2 separate regions of the Arachis hypogaea genome follow, and region 2 is linked to region 1. A link is a contact called in public Hi-C data. All regions are on one chromosome and are shown on one strand. The core of a region is the stretch at or near the end of the contact, and the rest is flanking DNA. Distances in the headings are between cores, read along the strand shown. Region 1 holds the start of LOC112741947 (BOI-related E3 ubiquitin-protein ligase 1). Region 2 has its middle 37 kb from the start of LOC112741947.

Region 1 (6,858 bases), core at 117-2,616:
GGTGTTGGTGGTGGTCGTCGGTGGCGACGTGAGCGAGGACTTGTTCTAGATTGGATCGGAGGGAGTTGGCGGTGGCTTCGTTGGTCTGAGCGAGGTCCCTCCATAGCTGATTCTCGAGGCAGAGCGATTTTACGCGTTCTTGTAGAGCAAAGTTGAGCTTTCCCATTCTTTGAATCTCGTCGTCCTTCTCCTTCAGCTTCGTGATAACCGCTTCTTGGATTGCGGTCAGAAACGTTCTTGACTGCCTCGTTCTCTGTTCCTCCAGTTCCAATCTCACTCTCTCCGTCTGTCAGTTAGATGAACAAAGCAAATCGTTAGAGCAGTTCCAAAAGCAGAAACGGAAACGGAAACGGAAACGGAATGGAGAAGCTAAGCTTACGTGTTGGGAGATGAGTTGGTCGATCTCGGAGTGTTGGCTGTTGAGGTGGTGTAGGAGGAGGTTGTTATGGTGGTGGAGGAAGGGAGAAGAGAGTTTGCTTTTCTGAGGAAGCGGGAGGACGTTGGATGATTCAGCTATGGAGTCTTCTCTGGAACGCTTCCGAGGGAGAGAGATGCGGTGGTGATATGTGAGGCCGCTGTCTGATTTGTTTATCGAGTTTGGATCGCAGGATGCGTAGAGAGGCATCAGCAACGATTCCGGCATTGTTGTTGTTGAAGCTGTATTTTTGTTGTTGTTATTCATGGTTATTATTCCAGCGTCCATCATCATGTTGTGCTGCTGGTACTGGTTGTGGCTCAGCTTGATGAATTCTGTGTTACTCACAAACTGTTGTGGAGGGAAGAGGTTGTGAGGTGCTTCCACTGCCATAGTTGGTTACTTCTCGTGTTTTCGGTTTTCCTCTTCTTTTTCTTTCCTCTTGTTTCTTGCAATTGAGGAGAGAATATTAACAGGGCTGTGGTTTCTGCGTGACTGGGTGCCCACTACTAAAGGAGCGTTGATGACTCTGTCTCGCTTATTTATTTACCAAGAGAGAGAAAGTCAAACGCATCTTCCTAGTCAGAGAAAATCTAACCCCCTATCCCCATTTCTCCCTCCATTTATAATAAATTAATTAACAATCTATCATATTCAATTCCCTTTAATTACCCCTCGGTTTAGATTTGTTTCTTTAATTAAAAAAATAGTAGGTGCTATTTAGTATAGTGAAAACATGTGATGTGATGTGGGATTGTGGGTATCCTTCTTTATTTTTTTCCCCTTTTAACTTTTCTTCTTTCACTCGTTTTGGAATTTGCGGGGTTTCAGCTTTTTCGTTTATATTCTACTGTTATCTTGATGTTGTAATATTTTTTGTTTTTGGAAACAATGACAAAAGACTTTAATCATGTAAGCTAATAGATGAGATATACATCTTTCCCTGCCTTTCAGGTAATTGGCAGGACCCAGTCATTTCTAGAAAACATAATATATAGTAAAATAATATAGAATTGGATGATTTTGTAACGGTTAGAAACTCAATGAAAGCACTGTTATTATATTACACGTAATTATTATTATTATTTATTATTATGACATATAATATAGTTTGAGAAACACAGGTGACACTGAGTCATTGACGGAACTACGCGCGGACTCTTTGGCAGGACGTGGCGGTGGGGAGAAGAGGACACGTGGGTCCAGGAGAGAATGAATGGGGCCAAAGGGTGGGGTAGCACGTGCAAGGTGCGTGATGGGAGGGGTGTATTGGAGACAAGAAAGCTGAGCCCTGAATGGGTCCCACATCTACAGTCACACCCATCTTCTCCGGTGCAGTGGCTTGGTCCATTTGTTTTAACTGTTGTGTCGCTGTACGAACAAATAAGGTGAAGAGAGAGAGGCAAATGCAGATGCAGGCCATATGGCTGGCCATGCTACCACCCCTCTCCACAATCAATGCCTGCAGTATAGCATCATTTTCTTTTCTTTCACCCTCCATCCAACCACTGCAGGTACTACTAGACAACCTTATTTTATGAATTTATCCTTTTATATAAAAAAATATATAATTATTAAATTATATATTATTATATCAATAAAATATTTAAATTTATTATTTAAAAAGTATTTAATTTTTATTTTATTTTTTAAATTAGATTAGTGGTGCTTAATTCATTTTTAGTGAACCGAAGATAAAGATATTTTTTAATGGACCACAATAATTTTGGATCAACATTTATATTCATCTGCCACCGCCCAATAATGTGCATTCCTTTCATTGTAACGATTTTGCATATTCCTATAGAAATTTCCTGTTTCTTTCTTATCTCTGGGAAACGGAAGTTTTTACGATTTGATGGATTCGTTTGTATCGGATTCTCACACTAATTTTATGGAAAAGGCCTATCAAATATTTTTATTAAGATTCTTATATCAATGAATTTTAATGGGTTTATGTATCTGCTCAATTAAGTATATAATTCTATTTTTGGAATGTTAAATTTCATTTAACTAAAATAAATATTTAAATTATGATTAAATATTTTTGTTGATTCATATAATTTTGTTAAAATAATAAAAAATATATAATTTTATCAATTTTATAATTAAATTTTCGTGTTTTTAAAAATTTTAATTATTTTTATATTAATTTTAAATTCCTAATCATATTTTTATTATTTTAAAAATATTTAACCTGAATATGTTGAGCATATTGGTTAGTGGTATAAAATGAATGAAAATATTTTTATAACGTTTATCATTAAAAAAGATTGATTATAAATTTAAAATTGATGTAAAAATATAATTAAAAATTTTTTGAATATAAAATATAATTACAAATTTAAAAAACTTACAAGACTAACAGACTAAGGCTTAATTTGATAAAACATTTTGAGAAAGTGGTTGTGCTTTTTAAAAGTATAAGTTTTTTATTTTGTGTTTGGTAAATCAAAAAGATTTGTGCTTGTAATTTTTAAAAAATTGGAATACTTAGCATTTAAGGTGGAGCTTTTTAAAGTTTGCTTGTGCTTTTCAAATTTTAAAAGTCTAATATAATCTCATATATTAACTAATTTTTAAGTTTAACGCTTAAATTTATGTCTCTTATAATATTTTTAAATTTTAAAAATTATTTTATCAAACATAAATATTGTTCCTTATATTTATTGAAAATCATTTTTAATTTGATTTATCAAACATAAATCTTACACTTCTTAAAAAGTTATCTTTTAAAAACTAATTTTTATAAATTACTTTTAAAAAATAAAAACTTTACCAAATTAAGACCAAATGCCACATATATATAAGTGTAAAGAAAGATCAAATGAACTTATCTTTTATGAATAAACATAAATATTTCTCAATCAACTCAACTTTTAATGATTATTACCACACATAGGTAACAATATTCATGTCTCAATTTAACTAATAGTAGCATATAAATTCCATTTGAAACCATATTACCAGCAGCCACCAAGACAAAAACTCATGAAAACCTCGTTCAGAAACTTATGACTCATGAGATCTCAATATTCATTGTTATTACCATCCTTGATCCTTCTAATTTTTGTCATTTTTCAAGAACCATAATATTTCATGTTAGCCCATCGTTTTGATCATCTTACTCTCAATGTGATTTAAACTAAAAATATTGACATCAATGTCAAAACCTATAATTTAAGATAAAATTATTTTTTTTAAAAAACGCTTCAAATTTACTAACAATAAGATTGTAGCTATGTATATTTAAATTTAAAGTTTGACCAATTGTCTAATAATCTCTGGCTATAAGTTACAATAGCCATTCAATTATTAAAGTTGATTAAGTTAGATGGTCTTAGCTACTCCTTCCCTTCTTGGCACTGCATGTCCGCCAACAAAAAAATTCCATAGTCAATACGGATTAAGATATTTTAAAGTCAGAGAATTAATAAAATAATAAAATAAAAAGTTAATTGCTTTTAAATTTAAATTAAGATAATAAGAGATATATATTTTATAAAAATTATAAAAATCAATAATAATTAATTTTTTACTTTTATCATTTTATCAATTTTCTACCTAAACTATCTAAATTCAATCATAGATATCTGTCTGCTACTTAAACTAGCTCAACGTATAAAAGGAATCTCAATAGAAAGTTAAGCATTTACAGAGGAATAATACATGCGAATCACATGCATGAAGAGACATATATAGTTTACAAAGTTTTAGTTTATTCGTTCCATAATATGAGAAAACAATTAATAAACTTATACCATTACACCTAACAAATTATACATAATATATTGAAAAATAATATATTATATATAAAATTAAAGAATAGCATGAGGAGAAAGATCTGTCACTTGGTTGTCACAATTATGTGTATCCTCTAATTATCATGATAATATCACCTGGTGCAGTGAATCAACCAATCAATTAAGTTTGCATGATATATTATTATTATTATTATTATTATTATTATTATTATTATTATTATTATTATTATTATTATTATTATTATTATTATTATCAAGATTCAGTTTGACTAGCAGTAAATATAAAAGTTATATCGCGTTTTGGTTAAGGTCAATATTCACATACAAATTACAAATGTACATATAGAATACAAAAATTAGACATGTTTGGTGGAGAAAGGAATTTTTTTTCTCACTTTGTTTTATAGTTTTTGTACACTTTTATTATGTATCAGAATAGAAACCTTTGGTTAATTCTTTTTCTTTTGCCAAACATGATTTATGATATGTGCTACAAATTACAATTTACACATTATTTGGTTTAAATAATTTTAAAAGGAAGAAAAATGAAAGAAAAAAAAATTGGTGGAAAAGTCTATTTTTTATTATTTAGAACAGAGAAGAAAATGAATGGAAAATTAAAAAATTGGCATGGGACTCATAATTTTTTTTTTCCTCTCAATGCTGCGAAGAAAACTGAAGAGAGAAGGCCAAAGAATGTTAAAATTTCATATTTACCATTCTAATGACAAAAAGCAAAATCTTTAACTCATCCTCTATGCAAAATTAATATATGTAAGGGTAATAAAATAATTTTACTCCATATAATTTTCTCTCTTTTTACTTTTTTTTATATCTAAACAAAATAATTTTTTTTTAATTTTCTTTCTTTTTATTTTCTCTTCATTTAAATAATATACAAAAAAAACTCACTTTTTCTTTATTTTTTTTCTCTCATTATCTTTCTATCTATTTTCTTTTTTCTCATTTTCTATCAAACATCCAAACACAGTATTAGTGAAAGTGCAATTGAATGAGACACATGTTTGGCTTTTAACTAAAAATGTGCTAGGCATAACCTACTCCATTTTATATCAGATGCAATGAGGCATGACTGCATAAGCACTTTGGTCTTTAGTTAATTCTAATTATTATATAAAAAGAAATGATAGAATATAATACATTCACGTTATAAAGCCTGCAAATTTAAAAAGAATAAATAAGGTTTTATATTGTATCCATCCCTTGTCTGCTGCACGTAGATCCTATATATCTCAATTATTTCTTCTACCCTACATTTTTTTTATAATATATGTTAGCTAGATTAGTTGTTAATCAGTTATCAAACTCTAGATATTTATATGTTAATTAATTGTATACGTACATTTGGGCTTTTAAGGTTCCAGATATAAATGTACTACTAAAAAGTATACGCATGCAAATAAACTATAGCAACTAACTATTATAGACAAAGAAAATTTTGTAATAGCGTGCGTGCTTTCATAATTATATGTTATTAACGTAAGCTAGCTTGAATGGATAGGGAAAGATTACAATTTTGAGAAAAGAATTACTAAAAACTTTGGGATAGTTTTCATTCTGATGGAATGTTTATTTTATTTTATTTTAACCAAACAGTTAAATACACAGTTTTACTTTACATAATCAGTTCAGAAAATAAATATCTCCAGCTCAAATTAAATACCAAGGGAAGAACCGAACAAACCAGGATTCTAGATGGAGGAGGAAGGAAGCTGAATATTTCTTTTATATCAATATAAATAGAGATTTTGTCTCGGTAAGTTTTAAAGTTGTCTATAATATTTGAATCGTCTTATTTAAGTTTTTAACATTTTAAAATTGACTCAATGTTATCCTGCCATTAAAAATCTGTTAATGGAATTGGCGGCGAGACAAAATTGAGATGATTTTGAAATGTTAGAGACTTAAATAGGACTAACACATTGGAAACAAAAACGATACATAGAAATAAATTTTAATGTTATTCTTCAATAATATCAATTTTTTTCGGTACATAGTTATTCAATTGTTTTTTAATTACATCTAAGTAAATTACATTTAATCACATTAATTTTATTATAAATAAATTTATTTTTTTATAATTTTACTCTTAAAAATATTTACTCATCATAAAATATTTGCAGAATGACTAGTACATAAACTTGTAGTAAAAAAATGATACATATACAATAAGGAAAAATATAGATAAATAATGAAAATACTAAACAATGTAAACAATGGATATATTGGATGTTCATTTCACTAGGTGTGCGGATGGTTATTCTAATATTAAGATTTAGGTGGGTAATTTGGAGATGTAGTGTGTTTTGATTTAATTGGTGGTTGTTCATGTTGTTCAAAAAAATTATTGGTTATCTAGCATAACACATACAATAAAGTAATGTGATTCTAGTCATTTTACAAATATTTCATGATAAATAAAAAACTTTAAGAGTAAAATTATAAAAAAAATAAATTTATTTAGAATCAATGTAATGTGATTAAGTATAATTTACTTAAATGTGATTAAAAAATAATTGAATAATTCTATACCGTAAAAGATTGATATTGGTGAAGGATAAAATTAAAATTTATTTCTATGTAGTTTTTGTCCCAACGTTTTCGTCCTATTTAAGTCCCTAACGTTTCAAAATCGTCTTAATTTTATCCCGTCGTTAA
Region 2 (6,974 bases), core at 1,210-3,709, 36 kb after region 1:
CTATCTATCACACATGTCTCTTTCTTTCATCACATGGAGCTATGTTAAATAAACAAACCCAATAAAATAAAAGGTCAAAAAAACTATTATTATTATTATTTTAAATAGTTATTCGTTAGTGGGTGGAAAGCAACCACATGGCATATATGTTAGCATATCCACGCGTTAGAAGTTTCAATAATAATTAAATAGGAGGTGTAGTACTTGGCTTAATCTAGTTTAGTTTAATCTTATATCACTTATCAGAAATGAAAATTTCATCAACATGTGAGGGGAATAATTTCTATATATTATAGGAATTTTTAGTTGTCGTAGGTTATATCATATACTATTTTCCTATATTATTTTATGGAGTGTGCATAATAATGCAACTATTATTGTGCACTGAACATTCAAGTTCGTTATTGCTATTTTGAGGTTGTAATTGAAAGTAATCCAGCCAAATATATGAAGATATATATTATTGAACGGACGAAATTTCAAAGTACAGCACAAACTTCATCATTTTGCTAACTTTTTATTTATATCACCAATAGTTGTCACTTTTTATCACCAAAATAATATTTATGGTCACTTAATTATTAAGGAAAAAATTAGTAAGTACAAACTCTCAGTATTTTTAATATAAAATAATAAATTTGTCAAATGATATAAGCTACTCCTAGGAGTATGAGCTAATAGTTAAATAAATAAATAAATAACTCACCCATGATATTAGCACTGCACAATAGTTGTGTTAGAATATATATCTAAGATATTATATATTAGTAGAGTATCCAAATCTAGCTCATATTATTTTTTGTTGATTTAATTTGATATTAGATTAATTTTCTCATTATACTTGGATTATATCTTTAAGTTATAAATACCAAATTTATTTTATAATTCATCATAAATTCTAAACAGGTTGTATATAAATTAAATGTGGAAAAATACATGATAATCCTTTCCTGATAGTGGTTAGTGTTTGAACAAATAAATTGTTAATAAACATGATAACAGATCAGATATAAATCAAATCGAAGAGAAGATGTAACGTTAACTTTGCTCCTAGATACACTTTATTAATTATGGCTTATATTGTTTGATGAATGATATTTTTCATCCCAAAATAAATTAAAGATATATACAATAAAATGAATACCTTGAAACATGTCATTATTTCAAGAAAACAATGATACAATAAAAATATTGGGTCTTGATAATAGGTATTCCAAAGACATACTTGAACAGTAGCTGTATAACATAATTTTTTTTTATTAAAAACAAATTAAATTTTATTATTTGACAATGCATTTTATATGCAATTGTCCCTTTTTCAGTAACTAATTAAAGCCTATGAATATATATTATTATTGTGGTTCCGATCCATAACATGTTGAGTATAGCTTTAGAAGCAAGGAAACCAAAATTAATTAAATAACATTATTGGCATCAAATAAAAGCTTCGTTAGGTGAAACATCCATGCTCTAGACAATGACAATGCAAATAATGATGAAGTATATCAAAATCTCACACATTGCCGCCTTAATACATAATAATAATATTTGCTATTAACACCTGTCTTGTGTCAACCGTTTTCAGTTTTCCTATGGCCTGTTTTGACCAATGTAAACAAAACATGTTGATTCATCATAAATCGTTTTTAAGTTTGAATAACAGGATATGTCAAAAACAGAGAGATGATAATATACGTTAAGATATATATAGATGATAGATGTGTTGGTATTTTCTTTGCATCAATGTTTTTGTTGGACCTATGCAAATGCTTTTTTGTGGAATTTCAATTCCCTGGCCATGATTGAAGGTGACAAAATGCTTATTGAAGATTGACCTTAATTTGATGGGAGATTATGTGTTCATTCATGCGTATATTATTATAATTCTAAGATGGGTTGAAATTAGATAACAAAATATGTCAGTGTCATTATTTAGTTTAATAAATAATAATGACAATGAGAAATTAAGGAATACTATATTTTTACGGTCCGGTTAGATGAGTAGATGACCAACAACTTTTTGGCCAATATATAATTAACACTAATAAAAAAGTTAATAACATGATTCACATGTACATATTTATGTGCATAAATTAATAAAATGTCAAAAATTTAGTGTATTAGGTAGCTTTAAACCAAAAGTTATTACTCCTCTAATATTTTAGTATCTTTTATTGATAAGCAATAGAATCGTGTCTTAAAACAAATTGTTGAATTAAATTTGGGCCTACTCAGGTTTTTTTTCGATGGTTCATTACGTTACATTTGGAAAACAAATTAAACAAGTTCGTTTAGGTATTTAAAAAATTGAATGGCAAATTCATGTCTACTCGATTCTACCAAAAGAAAAAGGATAAAAATTCATTACATTATATTTTTGTTAAGAGTTATTTTATGGACTAGATTAATAGGACACGTAGTAGAATACACAAAAAGAGTGAGTTTAGAAAATATAATGGGCTTAGTTATAAAAAATTCCAACCTGAGTTTTAATATTTAATGGGTAAAAGCCCACAGGGACAATGAAAGCCCATCAGAAGAGTCTGATTTGAGGCCTTAAAAAGAGCCATTTACCCACTGATCTAAACTCTGAAGTAAAGCAAAATTTTTTCATAGTAGTGGACTCTTATTTTATTAGGAGTTGGATCCACATGAAATAGTTTCATCACCAGAAAAAAGAGGATGAAGCCGACATAAATCAAAAGATTAGATGTGTCCTTGAAACTTGAAAGGATTGCTTATTCCATCTAAATCAGTGAGGTCCAAATGTACAATCTTATGTTGCTATCTTATCTTTTGTTCCATCCATTTCATATATTCTACCACCACTCCACCACAAGTTCTTGTCTACTATCTTAATCTTCATCATAAAAGACGCATAACTATGTATCTTTTCATCAAGAAAGGGGGGGGGGGGGGGACAAAGAGAAGAAAAGATGTACCTGATGATGATTAATCGTTTTCGATGTTTCCATTGATGACAATAGTGATCCATAAAAAATAGGTTCGTGGTGTCTAGATTCAAATTCATAATTTTGGATTTCTTTGATATGATTATTGTTAATGGGCCTAATCGTCAAACATAAAAATAGATGGTTACAATATGTATAGCGAAAACTATATTGAACCAGTGGATGAATAAGAAATGGGTCTATCATTGGTCAAGATGGTAAGTGTTCCGAAGGTTACTTGAAATTGGGTTTTTTTATTTGAATGTGAGGTTCAAACGTTTTTTGGGAAGCGTCCGATGTCTACTATGTCGAGGTGCCACCATCCGAGTTCCTCGTGAGGAGGTGGGGGTAGTACTTACAAGAAACTCCGATGCTTAAGTTAGTAAGGGTTTAAGCAGGTTTTTAGTAGATTGAGTCCAAAGTGTACCTGAAGGTGTCAGAGTATTTATAATTGTACATGTAGAGTCCATAACCACCTTTTTGAATAACTCTACCTTTAATGGTGGATAACCGTCCACTTTTGTTGAGAAGGTTGTTGAGATTTTCCTTCTAGATGAATGGAAGAGATTATAGTAGTTATTAATTTGGGTAGGTAGGACTGATGTTGGTGTTGTCGAGCCCGACCTTCACAAGGTCGGGTAAGTGCTAGTGAAGCCTTTATATGTTGTTTGGGTTTACTTACTTTGGGCCTGGTTGTTCTTTGTGCCAAGATATGAACACTGCTCCTATTTGAGACCGAACTTCATCAGATCGGACTCAAGCATTTACAAGTCGGACTTGTCTTATTACGGTGTTGGTTTATCACGTCGGGTAAACCGCCTTTCGAGGAGTTAGGTCAGGTACTCGACGTGTTCGTGAATCTGAAACGTTGCGTCTTTTTATAATCCTTCGCACGTTTCTTATGGTTACTTGAGTAACCGTGCGCGTCATAAATGAGGGAGGGTGAATTTACTGTTTGGCCTCTAGAGTCTTATATATATTCAACCCCTTTTTTCTTTCTTCTTTTTGCTTCTTCTTCTGGGATTTTTACTTCATCTCTCTCAAGGCTTTTCATTTCATCGTAACTCCATTTTTCATTTCAAGATTTTTCTGTCTTGAATTTCTACTTTGAATTGTCATTCGTGCTTGCTTGAAGATTTCTGGAACGTTCGTGTTTTGCTATTACGTGCATTCCTTCAATCGATCCTCCATCAAGGTTGGTCTTGCCTTTCTTGTTTTATTTTTTGCACCCATGTTTCTTGCTGGATAATGCATTTGTGCCTCTGACGCAGTTGGTGTTTGTGTAAAAAAATGATTTCTTGGTGGTGTTTTGTTGATGTTCCTTAAAAATATATCTGTTTGTTGTAACCTTTTTGGTTGTGGTTGAAGGGAGGATTGTCCCTCCTGTAGCTGATGACCTTCCTTCTGGAGATCTAAAAACAATAAGTCCCCGAGCTAAGGAGAACTCCCAAGGCTTCCCGACTCAAATGGATGAAGAACTTCCCTCTTCTTCAAACCCCTTTGTCGAGACCCTCCCTGCAACTTAAGATGAAGGTGTTGCTGACTTGACCACTGGCGAACAAGGCATTTCTTAGTTTATTTTCATAAACTCTCTGGTATTCTATGGCCCTTTAAAAAAATTTTTATAATTTATTTTGTGGTAGTTTTTATGTGAATTAACAAATATCTTCTGAATATCTTTGCTTAAATTGTGAGTTGTTGTAGCTACTTTCGGATTTCTGTAGCTTTGTATCTTAGTAAAAATTTTGACAAGTTACTGAGGACTCTCTTTTGAACTTGATTTGGCTGAGTTATTTTACGAGGCCAGATAACCTATTTTGGGGGTGTCGGCCGGTGGAGGTTGGACACTTAGTTAGATCATTCTTTTACGAGGTCGAGACTATATGTTTCCTTAGTCGGGACATTCTATAAGTTAGGTACCGACTTTAAGTAGTCGGTTTTATCAAGTTATTTCTGCGATTCGTTTTAGGCTTGCCTCTTTTGCCAACTTTCTTTTAAGTGGCTTTAATGAGGTTAGGTCACCATCTACTTATATAACTTCTTCTACTAATTTGGACCTCGTCGCTTTATCTTGCCGACCATCTTGGTCGGGCAATAATTCTTGCACTTTTTCGAGTTTAAATTAGTGCGTGTGGTAGAACAATCAATAGAATAAAGGATGAATTATCATTAATGAAAATGATTTACAAGTGCTTTTCACTACTAAGAGTTTTCTTTATGTCTAACTCCTAGCCCTTGTTATGATGCCTCGTTAAAACCCCTCCAGAAAAATCCTTTTTGGAAAAAAACCATGAACTAAGGAAAAAGAGTATTTAGGGAATAAGGTTCGCTTTCTAACTGTAGTACCTTTTTATGTTACATGCGTGCTACGACCTTGGGAGTTCGTTCCCTTGTAGATTGGACACTTTGAAGTAACCCTTTCGATGATCTTCTAAGGTCCTTTCCAGTTTGCAGCCAACTTTTTTTTGCCCGACTTCTTTACGACGTTGTCATTTCGGATCAATATTAGGTTGTTCACGCCGAAGTTTCTTCTAATGACTTTCTTGTTGTACTTTATGGTCATTCTTTGCTTCAATGCTTCCTCCCTTATCTGAGCTTGATCTCAGATTTTTGGAAGGTGATCGAGTTCTTCCATTTGAACTTGAGTGTTTCCCACTTTATTATAGAATCTAACCTTTGGACTTTCTTCGTTAACCTCTATGAGAATCATGGCTTCTATGCCATAGGCAAGTCGGAATGGGGATTCCTCAGTTGTTGAATGAGGAATTGTCTAATAATATGTCCACAAGACTTGGGAAAGCTCTTCGACCCATGCTCCCTTTGCATCTTGTGGTCTTCGCTTGAGCCCAGCCAGTATAATTTTATTCGCAGCTTCTGCTTGTCCATTGGCCTGAGGGTGCTCTACCGACATGCATTGATGCTTAATCTTAAGGCTGCCACCAAACTTCTGAAGGTTGAGTTGGTAAACTGGGTACCAACTTCTTTAGGTCGTGATGGTTGTCAGAGATTCCGCTTCAATTCACTTAGTGATATAATTAATTCCGATTATGAGGTATTTCACCGGTTCGGGTGCTTGAGAAAATGGTCTGAGTAGATCCAAGCCCCATTTTGTAAATGGCCAAGGTGAGGTGATGCTAATAAATTCTTTTGGTTGTGCTATGTGGAAATTAGCATGCTTCTATCAGGGCTGGCAAATTTTAACAAAGTCGGCCGCTTCCTTTTATAAGGTCAGCCAGTAGAAGCCTACTCACAAGACTTTCTTAGCTAGTGATCTAGCTCCCAAGTGATTTCCACAAATACCACTATGGACTTTTCCTAAGACTTCTTCTGTTGACGAGGTCGGAACACACTTTAGTAAGGGTGTAGAGATTCCTCTTCTATAAAGTACATTGTGCACCAAAGTATAGTTCTGTGCGTCCTTATGAGTCTCCTCGCCTCTTTTTCCTTTTTAGGGAGGACATCAAATTTAAGTAATTCGATGATGGGAGTCGTCCACCCCAAATTCAAATTTGTGACTGTCAGTACGCCCGATTTGTCGACTTCTTTGATCACTGATGGGGTGTGGAGAGTTTCCTGAATTAGACTTTTATTGTTGTCCCTTGGCTCGGTGCTAGCCAATTTGGAAAGGGCATCAGCTCGGATATTCAATTTTTAAATTATATGCCTGACTTCTGCTTCCTGGAATTGAGCTAATTGTTCTAATATTTTCTCCAAGTACTTCTTCGTATTGAGATCTTTGGCTTGGTAAGTCCTATTTATTTGGGAAGTTATAACTTGAAAGTCACTAAAAACTATTAATTTTGCTGCTTTGACTTCTTTGGCTAGTCTCAAGCCAGCATGTATGGCCTCATATTCTGCTTGATTATTGGAGACTGGAAACTCAATTTTTCATGAGAGCTCTCTATCTGAGTTCTTTCTTCATTTTCAAGAATGATTTTCGTTTCACTTCTAGCTTTGTTTGATGAGCCATCTATATATAGATGCCAGACGGTAGGATCTCCTTGGGCTCCTGTATACTCGGCC

What was found. A called contact is a pair of places that touch in the nucleus more often than the background predicts.
Region 2: a Hi-C map of leaf shows a contact between it and region 1, with 4 times the contacts expected there. The contact joins the enhancer-like site here to the promoter of LOC112741947 in region 1. A contact is called at or near these places in 3 of 8 Hi-C or Micro-C datasets (leaf and an unstated tissue).

Annotation. Positions count from the first base shown.
Region 1 is chr14:34,383,580-34,390,437 of arahy.Tifrunner.gnm2.J5K5, forward strand. LOC112741947 (BOI-related E3 ubiquitin-protein ligase 1) reads right to left here and starts at 1,367. Exons shown (of 2, transcript XM_025791141.3): 1 at 380-1,367; 2 at 1-286. The coding sequence starts at 808.
Region 2 is chr14:34,418,457-34,425,430 of arahy.Tifrunner.gnm2.J5K5, forward strand. No RefSeq gene overlaps it. Among protein-coding and RNA genes, the nearest start is that of LOC112741947, 37 kb to the left of the region's middle. Within about 2 kb of position 2,460, at least 3 of the 3 cell types and tissues checked have open chromatin away from gene starts, as enhancers often do.